Regions from separate parts of the Cyprinus carpio genome. Here region 2 is linked to region 1. A link is a contact called in public Hi-C data. All regions are on one chromosome and are shown on one strand. The core of a region is the stretch at or near the end of the contact, and the rest is flanking DNA. Distances in the headings are between cores, read along the strand shown. Region 1 has its middle 81 kb from the start of trnai-uau. Region 2 holds the start of LOC109076348 (mRNA decay activator protein ZFP36L2-like).

Evidence for each region. A called contact is a pair of places that touch in the nucleus more often than the background predicts.
Region 2: a Hi-C map of skeletal muscle shows a contact between it and region 1, with 4 times the contacts expected there. The contact joins the promoter of LOC109076348 here to the enhancer-like site in region 1. A contact is called at or near these places in 4 of 8 Hi-C or Micro-C datasets (liver and skeletal muscle).

The regions. Positions count from the first base shown.
Region 1 is chrB13:9,305,148-9,308,992 of ASM1834038v1, forward strand. No RefSeq gene overlaps it. Among protein-coding and RNA genes, the nearest start is that of trnai-uau, 81 kb to the left of the region's middle. Within about 2 kb of position 2,239, at least 1 of the 8 cell types and tissues checked has an H3K27ac peak or open chromatin away from gene starts, as enhancers often do. A contact at or near this core is called in skeletal muscle, where this site is marked.
Region 2 is chrB13:9,422,333-9,426,177 of ASM1834038v1, forward strand. It overlaps LOC109076348 (mRNA decay activator protein ZFP36L2-like), which reads right to left and starts at 2,010. Exons shown (of 2, transcript XM_042736375.1): 1 at 1,640-2,010; 2 at 1-1,496. The coding sequence starts at 1,732. The coding sequence ends at 405. It overlaps thada (thyroid adenoma-associated protein), which reads right to left. Exons shown (of 39, transcript XM_042736377.1): 39 at 3,377-3,831. The coding sequence ends at 3,526.

The DNA.
Region 1 (3,845 bases), core at 989-3,488:
AGGCGGAGGGTGCGCCCCCGCATGGAGCTTAGAGGCTGGAGGTGTGGTCTCTGAGGAGGCACAACTCTTAGCTTCCGGTCTCTCAACCGAGGTTGTTGAGACTGTTCTCCAATCCAGAGCTCCCTCAATGAGGAAACTGTATGTCTTGAAGTGGAAGATTTCACTTCTTGGTGCGGAGACCGCCAGCTCGACCCAGTTAAACTGCCCGGTTGGTACAGTGCTGGAGTTCCTGCAGGCCCTTCTCTCCGCAGGGTTGACCCACTCCACCCTGAAGGTCTACGTGGCGCCCATTGCGACCTACCGCGCCCCTCTCGGTGGCCAGTCAGTGGGCAGACACCCTCTGGTTACACGTTTCCTCTGCGGTGCGCTGAGGCTAAGGCCCTTCGCCAGTAGAAGCTTAGGCTAAGCGGTGGATTAGGATGCTATCCTGAAGCCTCGAGTCCTCTGATCTCCCCTCTCTTGGGGGTCAAGTCTCACTCCTCTGAAGTTTGGCCATTGGACGGGTTGTCCCGATTACTGTCAGGGTCCTGACTCCTTCTCTTGCTTTAGCTGTGCAGTTTCCCACACTAGGCAGAGATTTGTAAGTCTGGCGGCGTGGGCATTCTCGTTCCCCAAAGCGTCACCGACGCAGCTCGAGTTCCTGAAGAGGAACGTCTAAGGTTACGTATGTAACCCTGGTTCCTCGAAGGAACGAGACACTGCGTCGCAGTGCCACACTTCCGGCATCTCTGGCCGGCGCTTGCTTCATCCTTGAGGCTGGATACCGGCTTCGCCGCTCGTGCTTTTATGCTTCCTGGTCTATGACGTCACCCGCCTATGACGTCTCGCCCATCCATTGGACTGATTACACACGTGATTCAGAGACGTCACGCTAGAGGCGTTCCCCAAAGCGTCACCGACGCAGCGTCTCGTTCCTTCGAGGAACCAGGGTTACATACGTAACCTTAGACGTTTTCCATTAAGTTCTAACAATATTTCACAATATAGTTTTTTAACTAAAACAGTTATTTTAAGTTCTAACAATATTTCACAATATAGTTTTTTAACTATATTTTTGACCAAATAAATGCAGCTTTAATTAGCATAATAGACTTCTGTATATATTATATTATATTATATTATAATATAAAAAAATATTATATTATATTATATTATATTATATTATATTAAAACATTTATCGATATAAAATCATTTCTATGTGAATATGGTAAACATTAAGTATCATTGTATTGCCATGTCATACCATCTGTACCATGGTAACACCACAGTAAGGGTTTGCCTGGAGTTTAAGACCACATATAGTTCAGTGTTACAAGGGTTTGTGGGTCAAACTCATCATTACTCCTAACCCCGTTTGACCCTCCACACATTTCACCTCTGTCTGTCACTATCAGCGGGTTTATTTGTTTTGGTGTTTTCCGTGTGTTCAGCAATCAGCATTGCTGCTGTGGTTGCTGATTGCTGTGTGTTAATGAGGTCAAGGTGGCAAACCCTGTTCTGTATGTGTGACATAAACAAATATAGTTACAATGGAAGGATTTATACAAGTCTTTCCTCCGCCTCACATACACACACAGCCTACAATGAAATAGCAATCCTCCAAATGTCTCAGTTTGACTAATGCATCCTATCACTCATGTTTGTTTATGGTTTAATGATTAATGGTTCATAGGGGTGACATATCTTGCTTGCATAAGTTCCTCAAAACATCACGTTGATGCTTTCCAGGTTCACTTAGGACATGTATTACTCAAATATCTGTATCTAGATACGAGCCCCATTGCGCCTTCTCGTTTAGAGTTGCGTCAACTGTTGATTTGTCTCCTTCTTTTGCCTCATGATGCATAACAGAGCCCCCTAAATGACTCCAAAGAGGTTTTGATGTGTACTTTCAGATTTTTTAAGAATTGCTTCTTGGACTACTACTACTATTCTGTTGATTAATCACTGGATGAGTGAATTTGACAGGTCAAACCACCACTAGATGGCACTCTGATACTACACGACTCTCCTAGAAAACTGTTGCTATTTCTAAACTCTTTAGCATTGAAACCTGACATGATGATTGAGCGATGAGCTCCCAGCCTGTTGCACCAACACAGTTTGGTGATCCTAGAATGGCAAGGTCAGGAACAAACAGTTCTTCTGGACTTTTAGTTCACTTTTGTGGATCTCAATAGCAAGAGGACAAACTCTGAGGCTCAGGACATTGTGAATGGAGATACAGTAGACTGTCAGTCACATTGCTTAGCAAATAATCATTCTTTAATGGGCTATTTCAACTTAGTGCTGAGCATATAGTCATTTAGGCCAATTATAGCCCTCGACTGCCTGCTGTTAAGCAATTAGAGCGGTGAGCGACAGTGTAGCAGTGTAGCATTGAATGCTTAGTGTAGCCTGCTAAGACTTGACTCTTTTTTTTTCTTTCTTTTTCTTTCTTTCTTTCTTTCTTTCTTTCTTTCTTTCTTTCTTTCTTTCTTTCTTTCTTTCTTTCTTTCTTTCTTTCTTTCTTTCTTTCTTTCTTTCTATATTTCTTATCCTTTTCTTTCTCTAAATTAATTGCCATTTAGAATAATTTCTTCCAAAAGTAATGTATGGAAAAATGACGTGAGGACAAAACTCCAACAGAAAACTTACATGTTATTATTTTGGCAGTGATAATACATTTTTCAAACTGACTGCTGACTGGCACACTGATCCATCTCTCCCACCTCCATTAAAAGCATTCGCTCTTCTTTGTCTGTTGCTTGCGGTGGGAATTCTGTGTAGTGGCGCTGGAAACTGTGTGTGTGGTGGGATTTCTTCTCCTAACTGGAAATGAGCCATTCTGTTGCTGGGGCTGAAGGCCGTTGGACTGGAATTCTGTTCACTTGAAGTGGGGAAAAGAGGAATGGTGTCCCTGACCACAAGATTGCCAGGATATGGCTGCTTTGAATCTTGTAATAGGAATCAGAGACACAAGTGCCCTTCAGTTCCTTTACGCATGCAAACCACTTGAGCTTGCACACCGTATGTTAATCTTATTTCAGCAACACATTGTGAGCTTTCATCTCTGATGTGCATTATAAAACCAAATGATTGCTATACTAAATGCACGTCCTTAATGGTTTCATTATGTTTTTGTATGTGTGAAGTATTAATAACAGGTTACTAGCAGTCTCTGTGAAAATCAAAACATTGTTCTGTTTTTTTAACATTATAACTTGTCCAACACAGCAATACTGGCTCGATCAATTGTGTGAGTTTGGGGGGTTGGGGGTGTATCTGTTTTTATGGCCAATGGAAGACAGCATTCCCAGAAATTGCATTCACCTTTCAATGCTCCATCTATAATAATTTGTTTAAAAACATATATAGTGTGCACAACACTGCTGTCACTGTTTGACATGTCATGTCAGCTGCTCATCTTCATCACCTTTACTCATCCTCAGTTTAACAGTGCTGGCTAGGCATGACTCTGCAGAGCGGCTCTGCTCAGGGTCAGAAGATATTACAGCTTCTCCAGTTAGCAATCTTCAAATGCATCACATCCCTGTGCTCTCAGCCCTGCCTGTCTGCCTGTTTTCAAGCACTGTCCTGTTGTCGTGAGGTAACGTGAGCCTTCGTGAGGATTTTGGAAATCTTAATTGGACTTTGGGGGTGGGGTAGACGCCCAGGGAAATAAGTGGAAAGAGGACGGGGTCACAGGGCAAAGGCTTGTCTAAATGTCAGTGCTGTAAAGTTTCCCATTTGTTTATAAGCAGCCAAAAGCTTGATATTTTTTTGTTGTTGTTGTTATTCTAACAAAGATTTACTGGATTAAAACAGGGTTCTCTAAAGTCTTTATCATGCTAAATGCAGTCAA
Region 2 (3,845 bases), core at 760-3,259, 120 kb after region 1:
CAAACGAGAGAGCTTCAAACTGCACAAACCAACCAAACCACTGGGTGGCGTCGCGATACTGGATAACTTTTGGAATGGATGTACATACTTTGAAAACTAGTATACTTTTCGTCAAGGCATATTCTTGGCAAGGATGAAGGAAAATCTGAAACCGCTCTGTCTTTCACGTTCACAAGTCTTTTGTACAAAAATCTGGAAAGTAGGTGGTCCAAAAAGACCAAGAGAATGCAACAAACTGCACCGGTGGAATGCCTTCAAAGCAGTTCAAACAGACTAATGCCATGTCGAGAGTCTGACAAAAACAAATCCATCTCCCTCGAGATTAAAAAGTCTATTGCTCAACTACGTATCTAAACGGGAGACTCCTCCGCTATCGAGTCCACAGCAACAGCAACTAAAGCGGATCAATCATCGGAAATCGACAGCCTGCTGAAGATGGGCAAACGCCTCCCGCCGTCCAGACTGGGAGACTCGGAGCCGCTGAGACTTCCGGAGGAGCTGAGCGAGCCGCTGGCGTAGCTCTCCCGGTCAGAGATGCTGTCGGGCGGGCTGGGGGGCGAGTCGAACACCGGCGACTCTGACAGGCGCTGGAGGGACTGCAAGTGGCCGAGGCCGTCGCCCATGTTGACCTGAAGGTTTGCGTAATAACCGTTGTGCGTGTGCACGGCCAGCGGCGCGAGCAGGGCTTTAAGGTCTTGGCCGGTGAAAGAGAAGGCACTGTTTCCGAGGCACCGAGCGTCTTCGTAGAAGCTCGCGGCGCAGGAGGAGCCGCTGGAGGGAGGCGGAGTGCGCGACGTGGGGCTCTCGAGAAGGGGCGAGTCGAGTCCGTGGTGGTGGTGGTGGCTGGAGAAACCCGAGAAGCTGAGGCTGTGGTGGAGTTTCGGTCGGTGCTGGTGCTGCTGTCCGTAGCCGCTCACCGGCTCGCAGCGAGCGGGCTTGGCGGACTCTCCCTGCACGCTGTTGGCGTTGCTCGGCGCCGGTCTGCGCTCGTCGGCGTTGTGGATGAAGTGGCACCGCGGACCGTATGGGCAGAAGCCGATGGTGTGGAAAGTGCGACAGGGCTCGGTTTTGTACTTGGGGTGGCGAGACAGGCTTCTCAGCTCGTGGTAGCCGTGCGCAAACTGGCACTTCTCGCCGTACTTGCAAGCGCCGTTCTCCTCGAAGGGCCTGCAGAGCTCCGTCTTGTAGCGGGTGGAGTTGATCTGCGAGCCCGGCTTCTGCTGCAGCTGCTGGGCGTTCTCGCTGTAGGCGCGGTCGCGGAACTTGTTCTCCTTGTTCATGATGGCGTTCTCCTTCATGCTGCTGTAGGGACTGGCGGGGTACTTGTTGCCGTTTGTCATGGACTCCATGTTGCTGGTGGAGTTTCGACGGAAGAATCCTGACGCGTACGAGTTGCAGTTGTTGGCGCTGCTGCTGGAGGTCGTTACCGGGGCCCCGACTGCTTTCTTATCCAGCATACTGTTAATGTGAATGGCGTTCATGTTCAGGCTCTTCTCCTGCTGTGCAGAGGGGAGAAAAAAGAAGTTAAAATCAATGCATAGTTGCAAAACTATTTATGCCCTCGTTTCGGCCATGCATTAACTTTGTAAAGTCCCAGCAAAGATAAGAAGCAAGCTTGTTTGTTAAAACAGCAAAGTACCTTGTACAGCATGTCGATGTCGTAGAAAGCGGACAGGATGGTCGCAGACATTTCTGTTTCTTCAGAAGAAGACAGTAGCAGATGATTTCTCATTTGAGGACCGACTTGGAGCCTTTGGATGCGAAGGCGTTTAGTTTGCCTCTGGCTTAGAGTTTGTGCAAAAGATACGGAAAAGGCTAGTCTCAGATGTGCTCTGAAACTCGGAGAAGGAAAAGCTGGGTTCCTCGTTGCGTGCTTGTGTTGTTAGTCTTCTCCCACCGCGCAGTGCCGAGCCAGAACAGTAAAGAGTCTGCTTTGCTCTCCCGCACATATAAGCTTGAGGACAGCGCGTAGAGGAGGAACTTACTGCCAAAGTTGCCTCAAAGTTACGCCCTGCTTTTCAAGGTGGGACTGTGGATTTGATTGGTCGCTTTCTGCACCCTTCCTGTGCGCGCACTCACTCACTCACTCACAGACCCTCTCCAACACTGAACAACTTACAAGATGAACTCAGTGCAATCAACATACATTTCTAAAACAAGAAAAGTCAATAAATGCTTAAAAAAATAATATATAAATACTAATGCATTACTTTTTTCACGCATTTTAATTTTAGGACAACTTTGATCAAATGTTTTGATCCACTGAGGAGTGTGTGTGTGTGTTTGTGTGTGTGTGTGTGTGTGAGAGAGAGAGAGAGAGAGAGAGAGAGAGAGAGAGAGAGACTTCATGCGGGTCGAGGCTGGTCGCTCTGATATCAGTAAATGTTTAGTGGGTGAATACGATTGCATAATCGAGACCGAAAGGCCAAACTTTGAAGTTGTGCTAGATTTAATACACAGGGTGATAAACTATGACACTTATCTGCATGTTACGTTTTCCTCTGCTTATCTTTCCATGTATTACTAAAGTGCATTTTAGCCTAGAAATGCATTTAAAAAAATACAAAATAAAAATATTTCATCATTAATTATTGTTTGCATTGTATCATTAATTAAAAAAAAAAAAAAAGAAAAAAAAAAATATATATATATATATATATATATATATATATATATATATATATAGACATATGAAACCTAAAAGTTTCAACAAGCTGAAACAAAGTAAAAATCAAATCCTTCAAGAAACTCAAACTCTATTAAAAACGATACAACACTGCCCCCTAACGGTCTCAATGCATATCGTTGAAAAAAGGGCTTGGGCGCCACCTACAGGCAAAAAAAATAACAAGCCGAAAAAATATTTCACTTCACATTTCCACTTTTTTCTCCTTCAGTTCCCATTGCATATCTCAGCAGTACTCTTTTATTACAATTCAGTTTTTATGGTTTCAGTGAAGCACATTTACACATAAAAAAAAAAACCCCTAATCCTGGTGAGGAGAACGGTATGTATTATTTTACCCACCCTGTGTGTGTGTGTGTGTGTGTGTGTGAGGAATAGGCTGCTGACATTCCAAAACATTACATCATTTTACAGTAAAAGGGAAGATTGCTACTACAGCCCCTGAAGGCAGCCCAGCTGTCTACTTAGCAAACGGACACTAGACTGTTTTGCTCAGATTGCATAACATACACAGGAGGAGCAACCAAAGAATTTCTTTAACTATAAACAGTTAAGCTATGCATTAAAAAAAATTCAACAGCTTGCTCAAATACCACAAGGTGTGATATTGAAAACACAGCTGAGGAGAATAAAACCTTTCACATTCTCAGTATTGTAAACACACATCATTGTACAAAAGTAATCCCACAGTTGAATGAATGTAATAAACTTTATTTGAATTAAAAAAGCATGTGGTCACGCCTGCATGCAATTCAGCTCCTAAACAGGAAAACCACTGTGAGATTAAAATAGGTTCGTAATGCATGACCCCTTTCACTTTCTCTATCTTTCACAGTCATCTAAGAAGGTCTAAGTGTATCTAGAAGATTCAGAGCGAGTGACGTTCTCTCTTTCAGCAGCGATATCTTGGCATACTCGATGGTGGCTGAAAACTGGGGCAGTGCAGGGAGGCCTTTCATTGAACGCTGAGCCGCCAGGGCATTGCTCTTTGCGATGGCTGATAGTCGGTCGAGTTCTGTGGTGCTTACATCCGGTGAATGTGTCACACTTATGAGGGCAGAGAGGTGTCTGTGCAACATCCGTGCCCATGACAAAGGCTCTGCCCACAGGTTAAGATCTCCCTTCTCAAAGAGGAACTCCTCATCCTAGAAAAGGAAGA